Linked DNA regions of Mus musculus: region 2 is linked to region 1. The links are chromatin contacts, called in public promoter capture Hi-C maps. All regions are on one chromosome and are shown on one strand. The core of a region is the stretch at or near the end of the contact, and the rest is flanking DNA. Distances in the headings are between cores, read along the strand shown. Region 1 holds the start of Tbc1d24 (TBC1 domain family, member 24). Region 2 holds the start of Rhbdl1 (rhomboid like 1).

Region 1 (6,948 bases), core at 2,698-5,197:
TCCACACACAGGAACTCACATACATGTATATACATACACAGGTCCCAGGGGAAAACACAAACATTTATAGCTCAGCTCACAGGCTCCAAGAAGCCCAAAGACCTGGGATTAACTGAGATGCTAGGACAGTGTCCTTTGTGTGCTGTGCTGGGAGCAAGGCTGGAAGAGCCCAGGAAGAAAGAAGGTCCTAGGGTGGGAGTATGTCCCATAACCCACTCCTTCTAAAGGTCCACAAGCTTCCAAGGCAGGTGTGCTGGAAAGGGCCCTGCTGAGAAAGATGGTCAGAAACTAGCACAAAGGAACAAAGTGACTCAAGATGAGGCTGGTAGATTGAAGGGAAGGGCAGCCTTTGGTGAGACCCAGACAGTGAGTGACACTTAGAACAGCAAACCAGTTTTTATTCATAATAGACTCACCTATCAGTCAACATCCAAAGTCTCTGAGAGTGTGTAGAACCCAATTAAAAAACTGTGCAACAAGCTGGAAGAGCAGTCACATTCCTGTACCCCCAGCACACAGGAGGCAGACTCAGAGAGAGGATCGTGAGTTTGAGGCCAGCTAGGCTACATAGCGAGAGCCTGTTTCAAAAAACCCCAAACCTAGTCTAGAGATAGAGTTCACTGGTAGAATTCTTGCATGGCATTAAACGGAAGGCCTTGGGTCCAATTCCAGGGCTACAAAACAAACGAAGGACAAGCCAGGCACAACAGCCTTTTCAGAAACAGCTTACTGTGCCTCACTATGTAGTCTGTCACCCGCAAAGGGAACATCCCAGGCTCAAACACTTGGCCTATACAGTCCACAGACAAACGCTCGGGGGCTGCGGGCAGGCAGGGGCTCCTGTGACACTGCCCATTCTCCCTTGTCCTCAAGGCCCCCACAATGCAGAAGACTGTAGTGGATACCACATGCTTGGCCTCCCTTACTTCTTACCAGAGAGCTGCCTTTTGCTGAGGCCGACTCCACAGAAAGTTGAGGCCTGGAAGAAAGGCGAGGCAAGTTCCGAGGTGGGTTTCCCCTAGTGCTGTGAGTATACACAGAGGTCTGACCCATGGTGTGGAGAAAAATGGGGTCTTTTGAGATAAGTAGAGACTCCCCAAAAAGCAGGCAGGAAAATCCCCTAGAAGGCAGTGGGACCAGGGATTGTTGTACCTTTGATGTGCAGAATCACCCCTTTTACTCAACAGGCAAGCTGGGACTCTGTGATGGAAACATAAAGCCTTACTCCACAACACCTACAAAGCAACAGGCTACCAACCAGCCTTCTCCCTTCCTTAGAGTCTTCAGGACACAGTATTGGGAGTCTGTATGGAAGCCCAGCTTAAATGCCACACAGGAATGTTCCCCACTTTTGAGCCCCGTGTGTACTTGAGTCCCAGACCAGTAGATGCTTACCCAGTGTCTGAATGGCAGGCACCTCTCCAAACTCAAAGCCTTATTCCTCCCAAGCCTGTGTCTCTCTACATTGTGTCCTGGGCTGGAGTCACCCCATATCCTCCTTCCGCTCTGGCTTTTACCCTCCTGGCAGCTGCTTATCTCATGCTTGCCCTTCTTAGGATTGTCTGACAGTACCTCAGCTGGCCCCACCCTCAGCGCACGCAGGAACCCTTCTGGGTCTAGAAAACAGATCAGATCAAGTCACTCCCAGGCCCCAATCTCCCAGGTCTCACTCAACACTGTGTCCATAGCACCCCCCACCCAGCTCCTTCTCATGCAAATTCACCTTTTGTTCTTCTCTTTCCCCTTTAGCACTAGGGTTGAGCCTAGGGCTGTGTGCACAGCAGATAAGAATTTTATTATAGAACTATGCTCACCAGCCCTTTCTGTTGTTTTTAAGGAGAGTCTTGCTCCGTACACCAGGGCGGCCTAACACTTGCTCCTTCTGCCTTAGCCTCTCTACAGAGATTATAATTGTGTGCCACCACCCCCAGCTCCCCTGGGTCCTGGGCACTGAATACAGAGCCTTGCATCTACGGGTAAGCACTGCTGCATTCTCAATGCAGTAAACACATATTAAAAGGATAGTGAAAATTCCCAGTAATGAATTCAAGCTTGTTCTCAGTAAAAGGCCTGAGGGCTTTAAAAAAATTATCTCCATTTAGAAGGTGATGGTTACCACTGAAATGGCTGATTGTAAAGGGCTTCTTTCTTCCATTTAGAGTTGTCAAAACAGAAAAGGTATGCTCAAACAGGTAGAACATTCAACAGGGCAAATCTTTTTTTTTTTTTTTTTACAACCCACTTCATTGTCTTGTGTACTTTAAACACTTTACTATGTCTTCAGAGGTTGGCTCAGTCTCTAATAAGGATTAGGAGCAATGCTGTGTGCCCAAGGTCACTGAGACTTGCCAGACAGTCCTGGCAAGGGTGGTTACTCAGAGCTAGTAGGGAACACAGGCAGGTGAGTTTGCACTCCCAGGGAGGTAAATTTGATTGTTGTTATGAAAACCCTACCTAGATTACTAGAGTACTTCTGCAAACCCAAAAGGTCACCCTTAATCCAGCCAAAAGCCACTACATTGCTAGTTCACTAGTTGACATGTAGCATTCAAAAAGTGGCATCTTTATTCCCTCCAACAAGCACTTAAGAGAGTGCCTGGCTAACTGAATGCCAGACCATGGGGGAACAGGGACAACACGATGTGGCTCCAGGCCTATCCACACGCAGACTAGATTCTAAATACAGCTGTCACTACCCTAAGTCTTTATCTGAGTACTGGGGAGATTAGGTGAGGATTAATCATCAAGGAAGCACACAGAGCCCTCATAGCACTCAATATGAATGGTCACTATCAAATATTTGAAATTTCTTAACCATTTGTCGTCTGGGTTGGTCTTGACACCAACCCAGAACTGACATCAGATAGAGCTTGAGAGAACACAAATACAGCCATCTCCACAACAATTCAGTGAACAATGACAGGTGCCTATTGGGGACAGGGGTGTGAAAATGAGAATGGAGTCATTGTCCCCAAGTAGATGACATGGCAACGCATGCCATGGGACAGTTGTACCAACTGCCTGGGAGTAGCTTGCTGACCTTCCAGCAGAACATGGTGAGACAAGGAAAATCCTTTATTTACCTTGGAAAGACAGCAACACAACCGCCCAAATGGCCAACCTATGCCTGCATATGTCCGGGCTGGGCTAGACAATCTTTGGCCTTTAAAGTTAGCCCAGTGAGTCCCCATCCAAGAAGGCCAGAGCACTATTTCTGAACTGAGTCAGGTCTGTCAAGGAAAATCTGTGGTCAGGCTGCCAGCACCCAGCAGACTGACTTCTGTCATGTGCAGCCCACCCCGTGTGGTGCCAGCTCTGCCCTCCAGCTGTTATTCAAAACTCCTGAAGCACAGGGCCAAGCTAAGGCACAGGTGACCAAGGCATGTCAGGGACACTGGCTGGATAGGGCTCTCAGGCTGGGAAAGTCCCTAAGCTTCAGGTGGGCAGTTGTGTCATCTTTGGCAAGTGAAGGGCCTGGGTTGTTGCAGGTCTCCGAGGGCAAAGGTATATGAACACTGCTGCAATTTCGAACGAATACAGAAAGAGGATTTCCTATTCCGCAGGGACGGAAAGTGCCCCAAGGGAAGGTTGACACAGAGGCAGTTCTTGCCCACGACACAGAGCCCAGAGAAGGCAGGGATGATCGAGGAAAGCCGGGCCTGCCCAAAGGGTTCTGACTCCGGGGCCCACGTCACGCACGCAGCATTAGACTCTGGAGCCCCCTAACCCGCAGCGACCAAGACACGGAGCACAACCCGTGCCCCCCTCCCTCAGTACATCCGTGCCGCCGGTCAGCGCACCGTGGCAGTGACACCCCCACACCCCGCGTCCAGCCGCCACGCCCCCGCCGCGCACCCACCTCGGCGCGCCGCACCGCACCTCTCCCTTCGGCTCTCCGCTGGACCGCACTGGACTTTCTGCGCACGCGCGTAGGCGGCCCCGCCCCACAAGCACGCGCTTGCGGGCTGCCCACCCCGAGTGCCCCGCGTCTCAGTGCTGCCGGCTCTGAGCATGCGCATTTGCGCCCGGCGGCGGCCAAGTCGGGAGCATGCGCTAGCCAAACAGCGGTTCCCGCGCTAAGGGGCGGGGGCTCGCCTAAAGAGGTGGGGACCCTAGCGCCTGGTGTAAGGCAAAGTCACGGACGACTAGAACTCCGACGGCTGCCCGTGGAAGTCGCCTCTGGTCCGGTCACACGTGGACCTGATCTGCCCCTTCTCGACGTCCAGTCTTGAGCGGATAGAGTGTAGGGCTCCTAGCTAGGGGCAGGACCTGTGTCATGGAGCCAAGAGGCCAAGACTGGTAGGAGTCGTGGTAGAAAGCGACAGCTGGATGGACCCCAGAAAAGGGTACAACGGAACAAGAAAGATATGGGACACAGGCAGTGATGCAGCTGCGGATGGGGACACGGTCACGTGACCGGCAGAGGCAGGCCAGAATGGATATGGGGACAAGATCCATGACACTGGACAGGGGAGCCTACAATACTCTTTGTACATTCCCGGCTGGAGGGCAGAGACGTCGCTGTCTTGGCTGTGCAATTGAGCCACAGCCCCTGCAGCGGTGTACAGGCAATTATGGTGGCAACAGTGGTTTTGGAGAGGTTGGAGAACTCTAGTGTATCACAGCATCAGAGAGTTGATGAATCACATTGGCCCGTGGGATGTGCTCAAACCCCAGAGGGATCATCCTAGCATCCCCTGGGAATAGGCGGGTTCACACCTTTAAGAGACGTCGGGTATCAGCCAAGAGGGATAAGATCAGGGTCCTCTGAGCTGCCCTAGGAGCCTCCAGATAGCTCTTAGGGGCCATCATACTCCTCTAAGTTGGGGGTAGGGTATCGCCAAATAGGTTTCAAGCGGGGATGGGGGTAGGGGGAAATTAGATGGCGATGCACGTGACACTTCCAGCCTAGTGCTCTGATGAACGCGCCGCGCCCAGTGATAAGAGAGCTGAGTCCGCCCAGTCCACGCCCAGCTTGCAGATTCAGGCGGTCCCGCAGCGCCCCCGCCGCTCTCTCCTCTGCAGCCTCCGCAGGCGCCGGGTCCAGGCGTCTCTCCAAGGCAGCACGAGGCTTCCACGGGCAGCACTGAGCCCCTGTCCCCGGCCCGCTGTGCTCCCAGCTGCAGCCCCCGGCCCACCTCCCAGCAGCAAGTAACGCCGGCCGGGCAGGAGGCGCGGGCAACCGCAGGCCGCGTCTAGAGTTGGTACCCACAGCGCGCTGCTCCCGCGTCGAGCGCGTTCCTCGCCGCTGCGGAACACAGCAAGCACCGCTACCGGAAAGCGTGTCCACGAGCCGCGGGCCTCACCGCGTGCACCCACTGCCACCTGCACCGCTGCGGGGGGGGCGTGGAAAAGCGATCAGGTTAAGTGGGGCAGGGCCGGAGGGGTCTGTATAGAGAAGCATAGAATGTCCAAATGGCTTAGGAGAGACATGAAGAGGTCACCCACTAGAGGGAGGTACACTTAAGACATAGCTGCCAAAGCCCGCATCAGTGGGAGACCCGAGGAAAGAAAGAGCCTTGAAGTACAGCCAGGGTCAAGGTATTCAAAGGAGCTGGGGGCGAGATGGAAGAGCTGGAGTGAGGCAGCCTACCATAGTCCTTCCGGCAGAACTTCTTCAGGCTGATTCGGTAACTGCCACGCGCAGGTCTGCAATGTGACTCACAGTCTAGGGGGAAAGAGTGGAGACTAGCAGATTCCCATGCCTCTACCCCACACTGGTCTGCTTTAGCTAGGGCCCTCTTCCCCAGGCCAGTCTGGGCTCTGGTGTCCACTCACCCTGTGGCTCCACAGGACTGCTTTCTTCGGTGGGTCCAGGGACAGGAGTCTCTAAGGAGTGTGGGAGAATAGTCTATAATGGGGTATCTGACGGAAAGGCTCAGGGAACAGACAACAGTCAGTAGCTGATGCGACTTTGGCTGAGGTGACTGAGACAGGGCAGGGTCACTCACTAACGCAAGGTGCCACAGGAGAACGGCTCTGCTGGAAACCTGGGGCACAGCGGTTACAGGTGAGGCCAGTAACACCATCCTTACAGGGACACTGGCCTGTGGTCTGGTTACAGGTTTTGCCAGCAGCACCAACTGGGTGGCAGTCACAAGCTGAGGACAGAAATGATAAGCTCAGAACTGTAGCTGGGGTTCTGGGGAAGTAAATCACGAACGTGTATAGGTGGCAGGCTCACCTCTGCAAGCACGACGGTCACTCAGGACACGGCCTGGATCACGATAGAAGCCCTCCCGGCAGTAGTGGCAGTGACGACCAGCTGTATTGTGCCGGCAGTTGAGGCACACGCCCCCACTGCGGCGGCCGGACAGTCGGTAGAGCTCCATGTTGAAGCGGCATCTTCGCGCATGGCCGTTGCAGGAGCAAGCTGCAGGGAAGGGTCAGTCAGGGGCAGCCCTGCCTGGTCAGAAGTCCCCAGGCTACCCTCCAAGGCCTCACCAAGGCAAGCGTGGGCTTCCTGCCCTGTAGCCCGCTGCCATGGCCTGTCGCAGTAGAAGGGCTTGCAGCGGCTGCAATCAGGGCCCTCTGTACCATGCTGGCAGTCGCAGACCAGGTGGCCATGGGTGTCCAACAGACACCGTGAGGCATGCCCATTGCACTTGCATCGACCTCCCACCTGAAGCTCAGTGGCTGAGTAGGAGTAGGGGACTGTCACCCCACCGTCCCTGGTGTCTCCCTGAATGGCAGGCCTTGTGAGTACTATGCGAATATCTGTGGCAGTCACCCAGTCTTGGAGCACGGGGCTGTTGTCCAGATCCAGGCCCTGTGGGCTGCCATCCTGCACACTGAAGGCCAGAAGGCCTCCACCATCAGGCTGAGCCTGGGGGGCTGGAAAGCAGAGGGCTTCTGGCCCTGGACCAGAAGGGCCATCAGCAGGAGCAGGCAGACGGCCATAGTCCAGGGTACAGCTGGAAGAGAAGAAGCCCAAGGGGACCCAGCTGC
Region 2 (6,948 bases), core at 2,659-5,158, 1.6 Mb after region 1:
CCAGGGCACACACGGGCTCACGCGACAGCCTGGGAACGTCTGGACCGCCGGTAGGAAGGCGGAATTGAGGGTAGAAGAGAGGCCCGCAGATCAGACCGCTCTCGAGGGGCTTCCTCGGGAATCGGGAGGAGCTGCCTGCGGCCATTAATGGCTGAGAAACAAGCACGTGACACGCTGACACCGAAGGACCTTCTGCGGTTGCTATAGAAGTAGCTGCGGGTGCACGGCTGGACTCTTGCCCTTCTCGCGGTCATGGGGAGGAGCTTCTTCAAGGGCGGAGCCGGCTGGTTTCCTTGGAGAGCGCCTGCACCAAGACCCTTTGACCCCATGGTCTGTCGTTGAGGCATTTCTAGCCGCTGCTGCATCAGCTGTTGGCCGCTAACACCCCCAACCCCGGACTTGGAGAAGCAGAACTCGGCTTTCTGCTGATCTGGGCGCCGCAGTCAAACTTCGCTGCGTGGTTTCTGCCACTGCCTCGAGTGAGTAGGTAGCATCTTTGCCCAAGTTGGGTGGGGGCTCTAGGAGCTCAAAAAAAGCTATCCCCAGAACCTCCTTGTCACTCTTTGCAGTGGTCCTGGAGGCAGAGGTTTCTGGGGTTGCAGCTTTCATATACGAAGAGGCGGTGGCTACAGTTCCTAGCTTGCTAACCCTCCAGTACACACTCAAGCACTACTTGCTGTTTCTAGCCCAGGTGCAAGAGTTCACTGCCTTTCTGAGCGGGGCTGAGCGGGGCCTGAGAGGTCATCCAGGGCCCCATCATGGTTCTGGTGGTTAGTAACTTGACCCCAGAACCCTTGTGGACCTCACTAGTGAGTGTCTTAGAGTTGTAGACTCTTCGTCTTGTGCAAACTTGGGGGGCAGATGTATGCCCAGACCTGCTGCCTGACCTTCACCCTGACTGGGCCTCCCACAAGGACCTGCCAAGAATTACAGGACCCAGGCCAAGTGAACCTAGCTCTGTTGTGGGCTTGCGTTTGGAAGGGAGGCTGAAAGAACAGGAGATTGGAAGCTCTTGTAGCACAATAAACGATTGCTGAACTTGGACTGACCTGGAAGTCCACAGTTTCTTCCCAGGGGCCCCACCTCCTGTGGATTCCGGCCATGGCCAGGAGTAAAGCTACCACCTCAAGTCAGGTGCAGAGCTTGAAGGGAGAGAGGGAGCACAGACCGTCCTGGAGGGGAGGTGTCTCATACAGCTTGGGTGAGGGGGCAGACAAGCCTGCAGAGCCCCAGGACAGCTACCTGGTGCTGTGTAAAATATTTATTCATTCTCCAAAAAGGCTCAGACTGCAAGTCCTGGGGTCAGTGGGGAGGGAAGGGGTCTCCTCTAGGGCCACGCTCAAGGTCCTCCACCCAGCCCTGGCCCAGTAACACCCCTCCCCCTGGAAAGCCTGGGGGGGGGGGGTGCAGCAAGGGCTGCAGTAAGACTTGGCTTCAGCTGGGGGTGGGGGATCACAGGGCCCCCCTGCCCCTGTGGGGAAAAGCAGCCGAGAGGTCCATTCATATAGGGCAGACATGCAGGCCCACCTGGTGCCTGGCTCTAGCCACATGGCCCTAGGGAGCAGGTCAAGGTGGAGGGGGGATATCGGCACCCAGCAGGTCATAGGCAAAGACGTTCCAGAAGATGGCGAAAAGCAGGAAGGTGCCATAGGCAAGTAGCACCACCCACCAGCCGCACTGGTCCCTCAGGCGTTCCTCATAGCTCCGAAGGATGGTAAGGCCCATGCTTACACCTACCACTGCACCAGCCAGGTGTGCCATGAAGCTGGGCTGTGGGCCTGAGGCAGGCAGTGGTGGGGAGAAGCGTAGCCACACAGCCCGGCCCACTTCGGAACTCACTGCAGAGGGAGCAACAGGTGGGAGGGGCCCTGTCTGCAGGTAAAGGGCCTCCCAGCGCCCCACCTGCCCCACTACTCACTGCACACCAGAGCCAGCACCATCCTCAGCAGCTTGTATGGACACCGCATCCCAGCCCAGTTCTGATGGGGGCAGGCAGACAGGCTGTGAAGCATGTCCAATGGGCCCCTTCCCACCTCCCCAGAAAGGCAGTCCCATTACCATGACAACATTGGCCAGGTGTGCTGAGCACAGGGCATAGACCCCTCCAGAGCCCCCTACCACGGGGGCACGCATATCTGTGATAGAGACAGTCAGGGAGCCTGTGGGCAAAGGGAGAGGTGAGGGCACAGCTGGCCCTCCCCTCAGCAGGTGAGGTAGGCAGGGGACCCACCCACCTATATGCCAGTCTCACCTGCCAGCACGCCCGCCAGGTAGAGCAGGCTGATGCGAAGCACGCCATGTACCATCTCCAGGGGCACACCGATCATCAGCTGCAGGAGGGCATTGAACCCTAGCTGCTCCAGCCTGGCCACAGAAGAGCATGGCAGAGGTGGTCAGATGGGTACCCTGCCTACTCCAGACCACCTCAGGCAGTGTAACTTAGCTGGGAGATAAGCCTTCAGAGTCAGTGGGCAGGTGCTGGGGGTAGGAGTGGAGAAGAGGCTCTGGAAGGCAAGGCTCACTTACCCGACATGCATGAACATGTAGGTGAGGAAGCGCCATGCCCGAGCACGGTGTCCTGGGTGATACACCAGAGGGCTCTTCATATATTCAGGGTGGTAGGTCTGGAGCACCCACTTGTTGAGACGTGCCCCGTAGCACAGGAACACGATGATCTGGGGACACTAGTGTTAGGGCTGGTCAAGACTAGGGACTCAGGAGGCCCCAGGGCAATGTGTAGGCAGGCCCACCTGGGCAAGAGTGACCGAGGCCATGAACACAGGGGGTGGGCAGGTGCGGTGCCTGTAGAAGTACCAGCGGCGGTCCACCTCGCAGGGCAGGATCTCGTAGGCCACATAGCGCACAAACCGCTTGTAGACACTCAGGCCTGGCTCATCTAGCAGTCCGTCTCGGGGCAGTGCCCGCTGTCCGTTAGCAATGGCTCTCTTGAAGCTGCTGGAACGCTTGCTGCTGATCTGAAGGGCAGGAACCTTAGTGTAGGTGACAGTATTGTTCCTGTGGAACCCTACCTTACTTGGCTGTGTGGCTGCTAATGGTCTGAGGGTCTTCCACACTGCCCAGGTCTGTAAGCCCTACCCAGTAAAAAGCTGTGTGCCCACCCAGCTTTGGTCAGGGTGCTGCGCTTGACCAGGCCTGGGCCCTCCCCTGCTGCCCACACACCATGGCACTGACCAGGTCCACCAGCTCCTGGTAGCAGACCTGGCCCCGCTCGTTGCTCTGAGCCAGAGCCACCAACATGTCCAACTTGGTGGGGTCCAGGGGCAGCTCATGGCTGTGTACCAGACCAGCGAAGGTGTCCGCACCGATGAAGCCTGTGTTCTCAGGATCCAGCTGCTGTGGTGGGGGAGTAGAGGGTGGGCCAACTCCCAGCCACAGGGCTGAGCTAGGCTGGCTAGGAAGGCTGGACCTTTGTGCCAGTCAGTGCCTGTTTGCTAGAACCAGCTTGTTCCCAGGCCCTGGCAGGGCAAGGTGCCTGGTTTGGCTGTTCTACCACCTCATATTCGCTCTACCAGTCCTAGAAAGGGGAAGGACCTAGGTCCAAGGACCACCACCCTCCATCCCCAGCTTTCCGTGGAAACCCGATGAAGCCAGACCTTTCTTGGGGTCGGGAGTCTCAGAGACCAAGGTCGTGCAGGGAGGGGGGTTTGGGAGGCGGCTGCCTGGGCCTTCTGCGAGCATGGTCCCTCCCCCGAACCCCTCACCGGCTGGAAGGGCGCCAAGGCAGTGCCAGCTCCCACCCACCACGCACCTGCTCCTGAATGAGCTGCAGCAGCGAGCTCCTGTCCATAGAGCCGGGCCGAGGGCCGGGGTCGGCCGAGGCCGGGAGGGGCTGCTCTGCGGACCGCTCCGCTCCGCCCCGGCCGGCCCGCTCCGCCTGCTCTGCTCTGCGCTCCCCGAGCTCAGACAGCGTCACCGAGATGCCAGCCCAGCGCGCACACAGCCAGAGTACGCGCATATCCTGCACGCGCACGCGCGGCCCCAACTCGACGCACTGCCTGGGTAGATCGTCCCCCACCGAACAGCTCGACCCAGAACCACTGCCTGCGTCCAGCTCTTGCACCACGTGCGGCAGAAGCTTCTCCCAGTAGGCCATAGCTGGCAGCCTGCAGCACCCAATACCCTCTTAGGCAGCCTGTTTTATTACCTTCCCTAGGATACTTTCTTTCTACTAAAAATAGGTCTGTGACCCATCCCCAGAATGTCAAGGTCCAGTTGCTCCCATCATACTTTCTCCTGAGCTGGAGCTGCTTTCAGTAGACACACTTGTCCTTATTTGCACTGTTCCAGCAACGAAGCCCCAGGTTCCCTATTCATGGCCAAGGCTGGAAGCTCTAACCAAACATCCCTGAATTGGATTTGAGATAGCAGGGCCTCCAGTGCAAAAACACCAGTCAAGAAGGCACAGGGGATAGCCAGGAAGAGCCACAAATAGCCACGTGAAGGTAGAACTGACTGCAGCTTGGATAAGGGAGGGGGTGTGCTCCTGAGGACAGTGAAGGTGACAGACCAATAGGATGTGTAACCATGGCAACCCCCCCAAGTATCATTCAAAACAATCTGCTACTGCAAAGATGGGATGGCAGTTATTCTTGCCCGATGGGCCTCTACAGGGAATACAGCTGCCTACAATAAGCAGCCTGCCTAGATGCTCAGTGGGACGGCAGGCCAGTAGGTTGGGACTGGAGCAGGAGGCAAAGGCCTCATTTTTCAGGGATCCCTGTTCTGTGGACATTCTGGGGCAGAGAGAACCCACCTGACCCAACCCAAGTGACTCGTTGAGTGTATGGATTCCTGTTTGGGTGTCTTTGGTGGTAGGAGGTCATGTCACAGGATCAACTCCGAGTCCATCATTCACTCAGCTTCTGGCCAGGTTGAGATCTATGGCTGGCCCTTGCTTGTAACAGCCAGGCTACACATAAAGCCCAGGTTCTCAGCAGAGCCAGGCAGGCTGCCTGGGCTGTGTGGAGTGTGGGGCAATGAAGAACCAACAGCAGAAGCAATGTTCCCAGAGAAGCAGCAGGAGCCCTCTCACACACACCCCCACCCCCATGACACTGATGGATGCTGGCATTACTAGACAGCAGACCCCTTAACTGGACCTTCCGTAGCCATTAATCAGCATGACTAGTGAGACCACAGAATGGGAACCAGGACACAGGGGAGACGTCTCAGAAGGGTCAGGTGGCATTTCCAACTCACACAAAAACAGCAGTCACATTGCGATTGAAAAGCCATTTTTTATGGGGCTGGAGAGAGGACTTGGTGGTTCAGAGCACTTGCTGCCTCTGCAGAGGACCTGGGTTTGTTTCCAACACCCACGGGATGGCTCACAATCATTAGTTAACTCCAGTTCCAGGGAACTCTGACATACTCATTTGGCTTCTGTCGGTACCAGGCACACACACGGGGCACTTACATATATGGGCAGGCAAAACACTCAAACTCATAAAAATAAGCATATTTTTGAAAGAAAGAAAGAAAGAAAGAAAGAAAGAAAGAAAGAAAGAAAGAAGAAAGGAAGAAGGAAGAAAGGAAGGAAGGAAGGGAGGGAGAGAAAGAGAGAAAGTAAGTTGCATTGAGAGATCAAAATCCAAGAGATGGAAAAGACAAGTGAAATTTAATCAGGAAAGTCAGTTCCGCTTGCTCTGCAGCTGGCGCAGTGTGGATAAGGCTCCACACCTGACAAAAAGGTGGGACCTCTGTGACTATCGGGTCCCTCCCTGATTTGACCACTACCTCTTGCCCTCTACATGTCCACTGGCCATGCACAACCAGGAAGGGGGGGGAACACACCCTGAGAACTTCGGGTCCTGGTCACTGGATTCCTTACCCACAGCCCAGCCCCTTACACACAATCCTCCCTCCCTCCAAGGCTAAGGCCTCACACCTGGCACCAGTACTCTCAGGCTCAGCAGGACAGGCCTGGAATAGGGCAACAGACTTTTGGAAGCCAAGATCTAAATACCAAGTTCCTGAGCAGGAACCCACATCAGTCCCAGGGACCCTGTAGCCAGCCACACAGATATTACTCCAACAGGCCGAAAGCCCATACTTCTTTGCCGTGTGGGCCCACATAAGGCACCACAGTGTGCTGTGCCTGGGGGCAGGAGAGGCTCATGGGTCCTTTGTCATCGGCTCTTCACTAGGACCCTGTATAGTGAGAAGCTAAGGACAGCAGCCACAGCCGTGCCGACAGCCACCAGCACTCCTCGGAGCCAGAAGGAGGTGGGGTGCAGCTCTGTGTGCACCAGGTGTCTGTGGAAAGAATAATACTCAAGACGTGTGCTTGCGAAAAGCTCACTGCTGAAAACCCGTCCCAGGCAGGCGGAGGCCAAGCCAGAGGCCATCCAGCATAGCTCTCTGGGCCACAGGCCACGGGTCTACAGCTCTGACACCTTTGTACCCAGACAGACTAAGCCCCACCCACATTGAGGCTGCGGTATACTCACGGGAAAGTGGCCATGGTAGCAAGTTGGGTAAAGACATCTGTGCTGGGCATTGCGGGTCCCAAGCAGGAGAATGAAGCTGGGGCAGGCAGCCGGTGCCTCCGGCAGAACTCAGCGGGTGACAGCCCTGGGGGGGCAACACCTTCAGGGAGATCAGCTTTGGAGGCAATAAAGAGGCAGGGGGTCTGCCCATCCATGTAATAACGCTGCCAGGAAAAAAGAAACATTCGAGAGCTGAGCTTGCTGGCTAACTGGGCTATGGCTGGGATCCCCCCACAGGACCTCAAGTCAGGGCTTGCCTTGTATATGGTAGCACAGTGTACAAAGGTCTTGGGATCACTGCTGTCAAACATTAAGCAGGCGACATCACAGGTAGTGTCTAGAGAGGTGTCCAGCAGGCTGTCAGCATTCACTTCACACAGCTGGGACAAACAGTAGCTTTAGTGGCCTCCCCACAGCTGGATCCCTCAAGGGCCACCCT

What was found. Capture Hi-C pulls out chosen DNA fragments and counts their contacts.
Region 2: a contact with region 1 is called in a promoter capture Hi-C map of liver, with 2.4 times the contacts expected there. The contact joins the promoter of Rhbdl1 here to the promoter of Tbc1d24 in region 1. A contact is called at or near these places in 2 of 39 promoter capture datasets (cranial neural crest and liver), 1 of 115 datasets of contacts at active chromatin or transcription factors (pancreatic cancer cells) and 1 of 9 other capture datasets (liver).

The regions. Positions count from the first base shown.
Region 1 is chr17:24,201,615-24,208,562 of GRCm38.p6, forward strand. Tbc1d24 (TBC1 domain family, member 24) reads right to left here and starts at 3,948. Exons shown (of 8, transcript NM_173186.4): 1 at 3,860-3,948. Ntn3 (netrin 3) reads right to left here. Exons shown (of 6, transcript NM_010947.3): 1 at 6,445-6,948; 2 at 6,185-6,373; 3 at 5,952-6,101; 4 at 5,779-5,829; 5 at 5,594-5,668; 6 at 2,217-5,333. The coding sequence ends at 4,984.
Region 2 is chr17:25,833,219-25,840,166 of GRCm38.p6, forward strand. It overlaps Rhbdl1 (rhomboid like 1), which reads right to left and starts at 3,909. Exons shown (of 8, transcript NM_144816.1): 1 at 3,770-3,909; 2 at 3,193-3,354; 3 at 2,751-2,975; 4 at 2,527-2,675; 5 at 2,252-2,364; 6 at 2,059-2,159; 7 at 1,919-1,979; 8 at 1,247-1,838. The coding sequence starts at 3,808. The coding sequence ends at 1,567. It overlaps Rhot2 (ras homolog family member T2), which reads right to left. Exons shown (of 19, transcript NM_145999.3): 17 at 6,767-6,889; 18 at 6,471-6,673; 19 at 5,239-6,276. The coding sequence ends at 6,150.